Linked DNA regions of Anser cygnoides: region 1 is linked to region 2. The links are chromatin contacts, called in public Hi-C maps. All regions are on one chromosome and are shown on one strand. The core of a region is the stretch at or near the end of the contact, and the rest is flanking DNA. Distances in the headings are between cores, read along the strand shown. Region 1 holds the start of NREP (neuronal regeneration related protein). Region 2 has its middle 31 kb from the start of STARD4.

What was found. Hi-C and Micro-C count contacts between places; a contact is called where the count stands out from the background.
Region 1: a contact with region 2 is called in a Hi-C map of liver, with 1.7 times the contacts expected there. The contact joins the promoter of NREP here to the enhancer-like site in region 2. A contact is called at or near these places in 3 of 7 Hi-C or Micro-C datasets (all in liver).

What each region holds. Positions count from the first base shown.
Region 1 is chrZ:28,937,645-28,943,172 of Taihu_goose_T2T_genome, forward strand. It overlaps NREP (neuronal regeneration related protein), which reads right to left and starts at 1,299. Exons shown (of 5, transcript XM_066987990.1): 1 at 1,162-1,299; 2 at 463-510. LOC106042349 (a long non-coding RNA gene) reads left to right here and starts at 1,194. Exons shown (of 6, transcript XR_010827558.1): 1 at 1,194-1,333; 2 at 2,061-2,247; 3 at 3,692-3,980; 4 at 4,216-4,314.
Region 2 is chrZ:28,892,374-28,898,219 of Taihu_goose_T2T_genome, forward strand. No RefSeq gene overlaps it. Among named protein-coding and RNA genes, the nearest start is that of STARD4, 31 kb to the left of the region's middle. Within about 2 kb of position 3,383, at least 1 of the 3 cell types and tissues checked has open chromatin away from gene starts, as enhancers often do. A contact at or near this core is called in liver, where this site is marked.

The DNA of each region.
Region 1 (5,528 bases), core at 49-2,548, 43 kb after region 2:
GAATCCAGTGTCAGGGCGGAGAAGAGGGAGATTCGTTTTACAAGGGAGAAGAAAAGAGACGAAAAACCAATCCTAGAGCCTCGCATGCATGCTAAAAATTTTAAGTGCATTAGGTTTAAAAATGCATTTTGGTGGTTTTGGAGTACAAAAACGAAAAAAAAAAGAAAACAGTTTTATAAAAACGCTCCTCATCTCCCCTTGCATGTGTGCACAAAAATCCCCAGCCTAGAAATCCAGCCTTAAAGCATAAAGACAAAGAGTTAAATATATATAACTGCACGTTTTCTCATCTTCTTTTAAAAAAGCCTGTTTGGAAACGTGCACCGAGAGGGGGGAAGGCAAGCTGCAGCAAAGTCCAGCTAAGGGCAAAAGGAAATGAAAAGAAACAAAGAAAGAGAGAGAGAATTAATTTTAAAAAAAAAATCAAATAAAATTCTGTGGATTGGAATTGCATATACTTACAGACAAAAGCCCCCGCTCCCTGCTCACTTTCTGTCCTTTCTACATGATCTGAAACACAAATGTGGATTAAAAAAGGGCAGCATGCTACAGAGGGAATTTATAGTTGGGGGAGTGGAGAGAGGGTAGGGGGTGTGGGGAAGAATGACTGCACCTCTTCCAAAGTGCAGCCTTGGAGAAAAAGGGGTGGGGGTGGCTGGGGGAAAGTCTCTCTCGCTCTCCCTCTCCCTCTCGGGCTGGGTTTTGGTTGCCAGCGCTGGTTTATATTGAACAATGAGCTAATTCTGATGGCAGCTGGCTGGCCGCCAGCTCTGCCTCCCCCCACCCCCCCACACCCCCCGTCCCCTCCTTACACACACACGCTCCCCCCCTGCCTACCCGCCTCCCCCCCTCGCCCTCTGCTGCAGCGCCAGACTGCTTAGTCTGCAATAATCCGCAGCCCCGCGTCCCCCCTTCGCCGTCTGGCAACTGGGGCCAGCGACCGCCCCGACGACGGCCACGGCCGGCGCCGCCGCCGCGGGCAGCGTAGAGGGACACCGCCGCCGCCCCCCGAGGCTGCGCTGAGGGGAGCGGCGGCCGTTGGTGCGCGGCCGTTAGTGCCCCCCCTCCCCTCACTCCAACCGTTCCCTCCCTTCAGCGCGGCGCCCTGCCAACGGCTCGGGGGGGGGGCGGGAGGGAGGGAGGGAGGGAGCAGGCACATACTGTAATAATAACCCTGCAGCAGCAAAGGGCATCTGAGGAGAAGGGGAGGGAGACGAAGGCGGTCGCCCGCCCGCCGCTGTGCCTGTCTGAGAGGAAAGAAAATGGTGGGCGGGGAGGAGGGGGCGCCGCGCCGGGCGGGGAACGGAGCGGGGCAGGCGGCGGCCGGCAGCAGGTGCGTGCGGATCCGGCGGCGGGGCTGAGCCCCCTTCCAGCCCCGGTCCCTTCCAGAGCCGGGGCTGCGGCTCTGCGGCTCTCTCCCAGTCAGGAGCCGCAGGTGCGCCGAGGCTCGGCTGAGGAGTGGCGGCCGGGGGCGTGAGGTGCTGGCCCAGGCAGCCAGCGTGCTGCTTCTTTGCCCCCCCCCCGCGTCCATGAGGGGGTAACGCAGCCAGGTGGCACCTCACAGGTGTGCCAGTGCACCGACGGTTTGCTCAGGGTCTGCTGAGGGTTGCGGGAGCTTTGCGAGGTCCCGCGTTATCGTAAGTGGCCCCAGTTGTGCTTGTAAGGGGCAGAGAGTGAGAAACAAGCAGCCAAGGGAAGTACAGCATGGTGGCTCAACACACTACACAAAGACTCCCACTGCGAAGGCACCAGGAGCAGTGTAGACATAGCACAGTGAAAGAAAGATGATGTGCTGCTGCATAGTGTCACTCCATAAAATGCTACATAGGGAGGTATGATTAAATAAATAAATAGAGAAACAAGTGCTAAGAACTGGATTCTGTTACCCTGCAGCTTTTGTAGTTACCTTCCTCAAGGTTAAAATGTCTGAGGCAAAGTAGGTTGAAATGGTTTGAAATTACACATGCTGCAGGCTAATAGAAAATTCAGCTTTCTCTTTTTGGCCTTAGGTTTTGAACAACTAACTTTGTTTTTCGAATCCACTTTTATTAACTCCCCAGGAAACCGCATTTTTCAGTGGTCCACAAAGGATTTCTATTTGTTGAGTGAAATCAGCTTGATAGCATGTCCCTGCAGCTCCCTCATCAGCTACTGCATCACTGGGAATGCTTGCAAGCCTACCAGAAGATCAGGCAACTAGAAGGGAGGAATGTGGGACTCAAGCAGCCTCTGATATTCAAACCTATGGTAAGCTGTGATAGTAATTCAAACTTCAGTGCATCAGGATCAGACTGTTAGCCACTTAGGGCACGTTGCTACATCATGTAATTATTCCATTTCCTGGAACAAATTTCCTCAAAGAAATCAGAGAGTATCTTTCATCCCCTCTTCTTTCTGCTGGACGTTACATAACCTGCTGGCACCACTCCGTTGGCACACACGACTGGACTTCAGTCACAGCCACTCCTGAGACCTTTTCACCAGCTAGTTTTTGCTCCCTTCACTACCTCTGCTCAGAGGTGGGTATCTGTGATGTCTCTTCCTTACAAGGAGGGCCAGGTCCACGTTCTTCTCTTCTGTTTGGACGCATGCCACACTCAGACCTCTTCTCTGCTGTTGTCAGTTCTGAGTATGGACTGTGCCCGCTCCCTCCAGTTGGAGGCTGAGCAGGTCTCTGTGCCCATGCACTCCCTCTGAAGCCTGGCTGAATTCTAGCTTTTAATAACAACGAGCTTGATACCAGGTAACTGAGCTCAGCCACCTTCTTCCTGACAGCGTGGGGCCACTGCCAAACCCCATATGGCCTTCTTCACTTGCACCTCTTTTACCATTCGTACGTTCTCAGGACATGTTGCCAGCTGCCAACAGCCTTGCCAACAGTTCCGCAAGCACTGCCTTGCACACAACCCACAGCACTTGCTTCTTTGATTTGACCCAGCTCACAGCCCTGTGCTTCCCGGCAAGATATGTGTAGTAAGGTGTTTGTGGCTTCCCCAGCCCAGAGTGGCAGCTGTGAAGGCACTCTCAGAAGTTTAGCCCACAGGTCCCAGTCTCCCAAGCAGCTTTGGCTATTCTCTCTCCTCTTTCTTGCCCCCTGTCTTTGCTGCAGGATAATAACATACAAAGACACACAGCAGAAAGCTAGAGAGAGCAAATTTCAGACACAGTCAGTCAGTTAGTTTTTATTACGCAAATGAAACGTAGAAATTCTTAGTTAATAGTGGTTGTGCCGGTTCTCCTGCCTGCTTTCTCTACAGGTTACTACCCATCAGCTAATAGGCCTCTTCTCACATTAAAGGCTATATATTTAAACTCTGTCTTGAGATGGTGAAGGAGAATTCTTCTAAATTTTTGCTGAAAAGCAGGCATTTAGGCAGCCACGTTCCTTATATGTCCCGTCATCTGCACACCATTTGAAAACCTACCCCACATTCCAAAGTCCTTTACAGGAACCACCACCAATGATTGTAGATCTCCATCTTGGACATGAGCCCTAAAACCTTCATTTTCTTCCCAATGGCTTAGTTTGTTACCCCAGGTAAGCAACCTGGTTTGCTCTGCTGTGTATACTTTCCCATATCTGGAAAGTCTTATACCTGTTTGTTGCCTGTTACAAGCTAAGTTGCTGAGTTCTCCTCAAAGTCTGTGCTGTTTAGTTTGGCTGTAATGTCTTGAATTTTCTTGCTGTTAGCCACATTCCACTTGAAGCACTGAATGGAAACTCAGAAGTGAAGGCTTAACTGCCAACAGGAATAAGAAGACAAAAACCTGTAAGCGTGGGAGAAGAGAAGGAGGCAGCAGAAGGACACAGAAAGACTCAGTCTGGCCCTGTATGGAATAGGAGAGTTTCAACCACTCCTGGTTCTGGAAATTTAATTGCAGATCCAAGGTTTGCAAAACAAAAGCCTAATATGGAGTATGTTGGCCCCAGGTTACAAGGTGGAAACCTGGAAACCGTAAGAGTCAATTCAAGCAAACTGGTAAGACTGAGCTGAAAATAGCTTTGAAAAACAATTGACAGAAATTATTAGTTGAAATACATTAAATTTTTGATCATTTATTTGTTTTAACGATTTGTTAATTCTTGGTGTTCTTTCCCTATTCCTGTTATTCTTTACCCATTTGTAAAAAAGGTAAAGAGCATTAATATGCTCAGAAACACGAACAGGCAAAATGGTAAGTTATAGGGAAGTGCAAATCGTTTTGTACCTGCAGATGGGACCTCCAGCCCGACTGTGACTCCAGTGCCAGACTTCCGTCTTTTACTCTCAAATCACCCATGCAGTACTTCATTCCTGCAAATGTGTAATGCAGGTAAATTGTTCCATTGTCTCCAGGAAGACTAGATTTAACCTCAAGCCTAATTTTTATACTCTGTGGTTACTTAAACCAGTCTGATTTTTTTCTGCGGTCAATTTTAGATAGGAAGAAAAAGGTTGTTCTTTCTGCTACCTCTTAGCTGTGACAATTCCTTTGATTCTTTTTCCCTTTATTTCTCTCTTTGGCCTGAGCTATAAACCCCAAAATTGATAAAACCCTGACTTACAAAGCATTATGATTACAAAAATAGTCTAAAATGGACTTGCAAAGCAGGGAGAGCAGAACAGGCTCTTGTGGCTGAGGGGAAGGTAAAAGCAGCAGAAGTTATGCAATTAAAAAAGATACACTGTTATATCAGAATATAAATCAGCAGCTGGGAAACTCCATAGATTGCAGTGAACAGGCACAAAACAGTCACCAGAGAATTAATTGAAGCTGTCCTTTCCAGTTCTGACAGTGAGCAGAGAAGCTGTATCCTACACTAGAGGCCACAATTCCCACTCTTATTCTCACCTGCATCATTCAGCCATTGATTACAGTATTGTGCACGATGCAGAAAAGTAGCAGGATCCTGATCTGGAAATGGGTCAGATTCAAGCGTGACACAGGTATAGTAGAGAGCTGCTAGCTCATGTAACAAATGGGCTGCAGACTGCATTGAGCACCTGAAATAAAAAGGTGGGAGGATAGCAGATGAGATCCTGGTAGAAGCAGGCAGTTTAGCAACTGAAGCCAGGCCATGCGTTCAACTCATTATAGAACCATCAATAAAAACGAATTCAGTTATAATTTTTCAGCTTTTGTGAATATGCAACTTCTCTGAATGATATCACCCCTGCAGCACGTTCACAGATATATTCCAAAAAGACCATATAGCACCACAAAGAATATCCACATGTAAGCATAAAGATAGAGCTTAAATATCCACATGTAAGCATAAAGATAAATAAAATGACAGCCTTCCTTTCTTGCAGATTCTTCTGCTACTTGTGCTCTTTCTACTCTTAAGCTCTATTCATCAATAAATTAATTCAAGGAAGGAAGAGGGTAATTGCTTTGCTGCAGCTAAAAACTTCAGCAGATTTTCCATATATTTCCATATATTTCCTTATAGCCATAAGGGGGACAACATAGATCATAAACTAGTTATCAGAAATTGTGTGGTGTTTTCCTGGCAACTAAATTAAAGTTAGAGGGGAAGGTTATCC
Region 2 (5,846 bases), core at 2,133-4,632:
AATATCAAGAGGGATCACAGAGCCCTGGAGCAGCAGTAAAGGACTCAGGAGCACAGAAAGTTTTTTCATCAGTCCTGCTGGTCAAAGGGAAGAGGATGGAAAGGATGAGTCAAATCTGGCAAATCAACAAATGGTTACAGGGCTGGTGCCTCAAACAGGGGTTCAGCTACTGTCACAGACAATCTGTGACAGGACTTGCTTTGAGAAACCTAGTCTGCTGGGGGCTGATGAGGTCCACCTCTCAGAGAAGGGGAAAAGCATCTTCAGCCATAGGCTTGCCAAGTTTTAAACTAGAGTTACCAGGGGAGGAGAAACTCACTCCATTCCACTCCTCCCAGTTTGATGCCAGTGTCAGCGATAGATGCCCAGAGCCTGGAGAAGGGTCATGGGTCAGCAGAAGAGCACCTGAAGAGCAACACAAAGGAATTCCAGCCACTCCAGCCAGTCAGTCAGGGGCTGACTGAAATGTCTCTGTGCTAACACAGGTAGCACGGGGGACAAGAGCAGTTAGAGATGTACACATGCCTGCAGGGCTATGGCTTAATTGACATTAGGGAGATGTGGTAGGATGGCTCCCCTGACTGGAGTGTTGGCATGGAAGGATACAGGCTCTTTGGGAAGGACAGGCAGGAAAGGCGAGGAGGGAGTATCTCTCTCAATGTAAATAATATGATATCCTTGATATCCTTGTCTCTAAATTGGAGAGATGTGGATCTGAGGGATGGACTACTTGGTGAGTAAGGAATTGGCTGGATGGTTGCACTCAAAGAGCTGCAGCCAACAGCTCAATGTCCAAGTAGAGATCAGTAATGGGTGGTGTTCCTCAGGTGTCCGTACTGGGACTGGCACTGTTTGCCATTTTTTTGGTGACATGGACAGTGGGACTGAGCGCACCCTCAGCAAGTTTGCCAATGACACCAAGCTGACTGGTGCAGTCAACATGCTGGAGGGAAGGGATGTCATCCAGAGGGACCTGGACAGGCTGAGACATGGGCCTGTGAGAACCTCATGAAATTCAACAAGGCCAAGTGCATTGTGCTGCACCTGTGCCAGGGCAATCTCAAGCACAAATACAGGCTAGGTGGAGAATGGATTGAAAGCAGCCCTGAGGAGAAGGACCTGAGAATGTTGGTTGAAGAGAAGCTCAACATGAGCCAGTAATGTGTGCTTGCAGCCTAGAGAGCCAACTGTATCCTGGGCTGCACCAAAAGCAGCGTGGCCGGCAGGGCTAGGGAGGGGATTGTCCCCCTCTGCTCTGCTCTCGTGAGACCCCACCTGCAGCACTGTGTTCAGCTCTGGGGCCCCCAGCAAAAGAAGGACATGGGCTTATTAGAACACGTCCAGAGCAGGGCCACAGAGATGATCAAAAAGCTGACGCACATCTCCTCTATGAAAACAGGCTGGGGGAGTTGGGTTTGTTCCTGGATAATGGAGGAACAAGATAATGGAGAATAGTCCTGCCCAACGTGTCTCAGGGTTCTTGTGCATGAGGGCTCTTGTCTAGGAATTGGGACCTCCAAATTTACAACTCAATCCTCATAACTCTGGAGAACATCATACCCCTCGGCTGACCCTTCACTCAAGTGCTTTCCTGGTTTATCTGCTAGTTAAAGGATGCAAAACCAAGGTGCAATGAGTTTAGGTAGGCAGGGCGATTCAAGCAAGTAGATTTTCAGGTGCTTTCAGAAGTGACAGCAGGTGTCTGAGGTTTGTGTACCTCCAGCAGCAGTTTAAATTTGAGTGTTTCTGGCTAGGCAGTTCTTGTCCCTGACAGAAAAGTGAGCTTTCTGGATTTCCCTTCATGATCCAGCCATGGATGGGAATGGAGCATGACCAAGTGCCTTAAATTGTCCCCTTTGGGCAAAGCTTTACAATGCCTGTATTGCAGGTGTCTGGCAGAACACTGATGAAGAAATGTTTATGAGTACTTAGAGACCTTGTTGTCCACACAGAAAGTAGTATACAAAAGTATAAATAGTAAATAAATAAATAAATTATAGAAGGTGCAATAAGATTGTAATTATTTTGCTTAGACTTATGGAATACCTCATGGTTAAGATCAGGAATATTAGTGTTAGTAGCAGATAAGAAATAAATCAGCCTACATTTGACCCAGACTTATCAGCAGTAGTTACTGGATAATCAATTCAAACATTACCTTGTTAGTAAACAGAAATATTCTCGTCACCCTCTAGTGCATTCTAAGCCAGATGTTACTCAGATAACATTTATCATTTTGCAATACTATATTGACATGTGAAACAGACTTTGGGGGTTGTTGGGTTTTTTTTGTTTGTTTTGCTTTATTTTGTTTTGCTTAGCATAACTACAAACCGGTGCTGCATTCTGCGTTGTTCAATAACCTAAGAATAATGATAATTAATTCATTTTCAGTGTATCTTTTCAGCATGTCATTCTTTGTCATCATAAAGAACTGACACAAAAAAACATTTTATTTGTTTATTTTAGTTGACTTACTTACTTATTTGTTGTTTGTTTGTTTTAGCAGATTAGTATCTGTCCAAAAAAGTCTTGGGGCAGATTTTGAGACTTTTGAATAATCTCTCTCAGAAGCCATATTCTCATGCCAAGTGTGGTTCCTTCAGCTTTCTTCACAGTTTATATCACATGTAAAGACATAGTCCTAGGCTATGGAATCAACCCGATATTTATTTAAAATTGTCAAATTGCAGCAGTTTCTTTCCATGATAATATTGCTTGCTTGCCTTTATGAATTGCATACAATTATTACAATGCCAACATATACTGTCTTTTAAAAGAAATATTAAAAAAAAAAAAAAGGTAAACCAACAAACAGAATAGGTGACTAACCCAATACATAGATTTCACCACCTTCTCACCTACTGCACTATTTAAAAATCTGATATTCTGCAATCATATAAAAATATGTTTTAAAGATACTAGACAATGCTATCTGACTGGTTAAAGTTTCAAGTTAACTAGCTTAACTTATGGGCAGTGGATGTTTTAATTGCTCTAGCTTAACATCTCTGATTTTTGTCTGGCTTACACCAGAACATGCAGGACAGTATGAAAAGTTTATGCAGCAGCCCTTTGACCCAGTGAAGTGGAGTCAGCAGGATGGGGGACACTCAAGTATGTTCTTATTTTGTGGCTTGTTTACCAGGCTGCTCACAGTGACTGGAAAATTCATTGTACATTAACTTTAGATTCTGCTTTTCCTCCTGAAGCGTGACTGTGGGCTGCGTAGCAGAGTGAAGTGTTACTTTCTATATTCTCTATGGTGTACTTGTTAAATACAGTGACTACTTCTAATGGTGGTGGGTTTGATGCTTGTTTACTTAACTGCTGGTTTATCCCTTTTTTTCTTGTTGTCGTTAATGTTGCCCTGTTGGAGCAGAAGCAGATAAAACAAGTTACAGCAATAAACATTCTTCAGAAAATCACTTTATCTTTAAAATTGTTTTTCTATGGTTACTTTGTAGTTTTAGTGTCTTTTCCTCATTTACTGCTTTATCATTACAGCTTACGTGCTAGCAGCTATATAATACTCAGCTCTGCATCTGTGAATAGAAATGACATAATTAAAAGCCAGCCAGCAGCATATTCCATCTACACTTTCATGCCTGCTTTAGCTGCCTTATTTCCCAGCAGAAGTCTGTTTGCGTTTGTTTTTCAGAAACTCAGCATGTCCAAATGTGGCAGGTTTGCTGTGACACAGCTTGTTCGAAGGGCACATTGGGCAGTGTCCACTCGGTGCATGTGCAGTAGCTTCTGATGTGCTGTTTTGATCTGTTTGTGCATGCAAGATATTTGTCCAAGTTGTCTGGGCATCTGCAGCTTATGCTCCACCCAGAGAGTCTGATCTCCCAGGCAGACAGTCAAAATCCACTATTGCTTCTAGACATAATTTCCAAAGAAGAAGGAGCATACATGTAAAGAAATTAAAAATGCGGTGTACCTAAATGCACTTTTCTGTTTACTAGTTACTTAGGTGGGTAGCAAAGCTTCAAATATCAGCATTTCTTCTTTTATTTTTGAAGTATTTTCTCTTTGACCTATGGCCTGTTTACAGGAAAAACTACCTCAAGCAACCTTTTTTCTGTATATAGGAACTTTCTCCTGCAAACGCAGCACGTCTGTCCCATTCTGCATGTGAACAGCCTGCAGTGGAATTGGTTATTTTAAATGGAGAATGTGAGTAAGTGCTTTGCTGGACTGCAGCCAGGAAGTGTGGAGCATTTCAGAACTCAGCCCTTCCTCTCTTTGCTTTGACATTTTTCAAAATCAAAGAATGGCAGTAGGCATCAAGTTAATACTATTGAATTACTCTATAAGAAGTAACTAGTAACTGCCTGGCATATTCAAGAAAGTTTTTCAAGGGCTGATTAAGAGCTGCTCAAGGAAACTGGCCTAATTTTCATATGACCATTTTGAACAAATACATTTCATGTGCATTCAACTCACATTCAGTCATCCTAAGACATATTGTGATCAGTTTAGTTTCAGAGGTGAAGAATCTCCTTCCTAACAGCAAGACTCACTGTCCTATTTTTAGGCAAAGTATATGTGATTACATAACTGTCTGTGGTATTTTGGCACTGGAAAAATACTATCAACCAGGAAACCCTGAAGCACTGGGGCTCTCTGCTTGTAGAGTGCTTGGAATGCAGCTTCCCTTAAATCAGATAGCATGACAATCAAGGTAAGAAGACCTGAAAACCAATAAACTTGGAATTAGTCATGCATACTTGTTCTGGAGAATCAAGAGAGCAAGTGAGTTTGATAGCCCTCAAAATACGTAGTTTTGAAAACATCTAGTTTTCTTTTCTCATCATAAATAAAAGAGATTTGAAAGAGAAATGTAGGGCAAAATCTTTCTCTTCCTCACTGTGTCTGAGTAAACTTGTTAGATGTAAGACAAAAGCTGGAGCACCATTATTCAAAATGTATGTCTTTTGTTTAGTTTTTATTTCAGCTTAGGTTAATGAGTGCAGGTAGAGGAATTTTGACTGTTTGGAATAGATTTGAAAGTCAGACCAAAACAACTGTGCCCAAGTAAGATGTTCGTATGGTTTAGCATAGCATTAAAAATAAATATGGTGAACTAGAAAGACTGTTGTGTATTTATGCAGATGCATTGTTCTCATGATGTAAGAAAAGTGGCCAATGCTTATCTCTAATTTACTGAATGGAAACTTGCAGGTAAATATTATACTCCTGAGGCTGGTGAGTGAGATTGGACTTTTGGCATCTCTATCTCACACACTTGCCAAGCTGGACAACTTCCTACATAACTGTTGCCTTTTTGGAAAATACTTAAACTATTTCTTGGAAAGTGGTTGAAGGTCAGGCAGAGTTTGTTCTGTGTTTTACAGTATTTATTATTGCATAAGAAGGTTGTGTCCTACTTCTCATTGAGGTCTGGCTAAAGACTACGGATGTGAAAGACACGTGCTTCCTAACACAAAAGAAACCCTACTGGAGATGGTGAGAAGCAGTACTACGTACAGGTCCTTGCACATGTTACACATCCATATTCATATTTGGAAAATATGTACTCTAGAATGGTCTTTAAAATCTCTCAAATATATTCAAACTGCAGGTATTTTGATTCTCACAAGGGCTTTAGATAGTGTTTCTGGTAACATGGTTTTGAGGTCATCCTGCTCTTGGTCCTTAAGAGTACAGCCAAAAGATGGCAGAAGAAAGCAGCAAAAAATGTTTGAAGATGTTAGTAGAGGCCAAGTATGGAAGCACAAACCACAAGTGGCCAGTCACTGGTCACTGAAGGAGCTCTGCCTCTAGAGCTGGTGAGATTAGATGTAGGGCTTAACAAGGAGAGCGAGGAATGTTTATCCTAC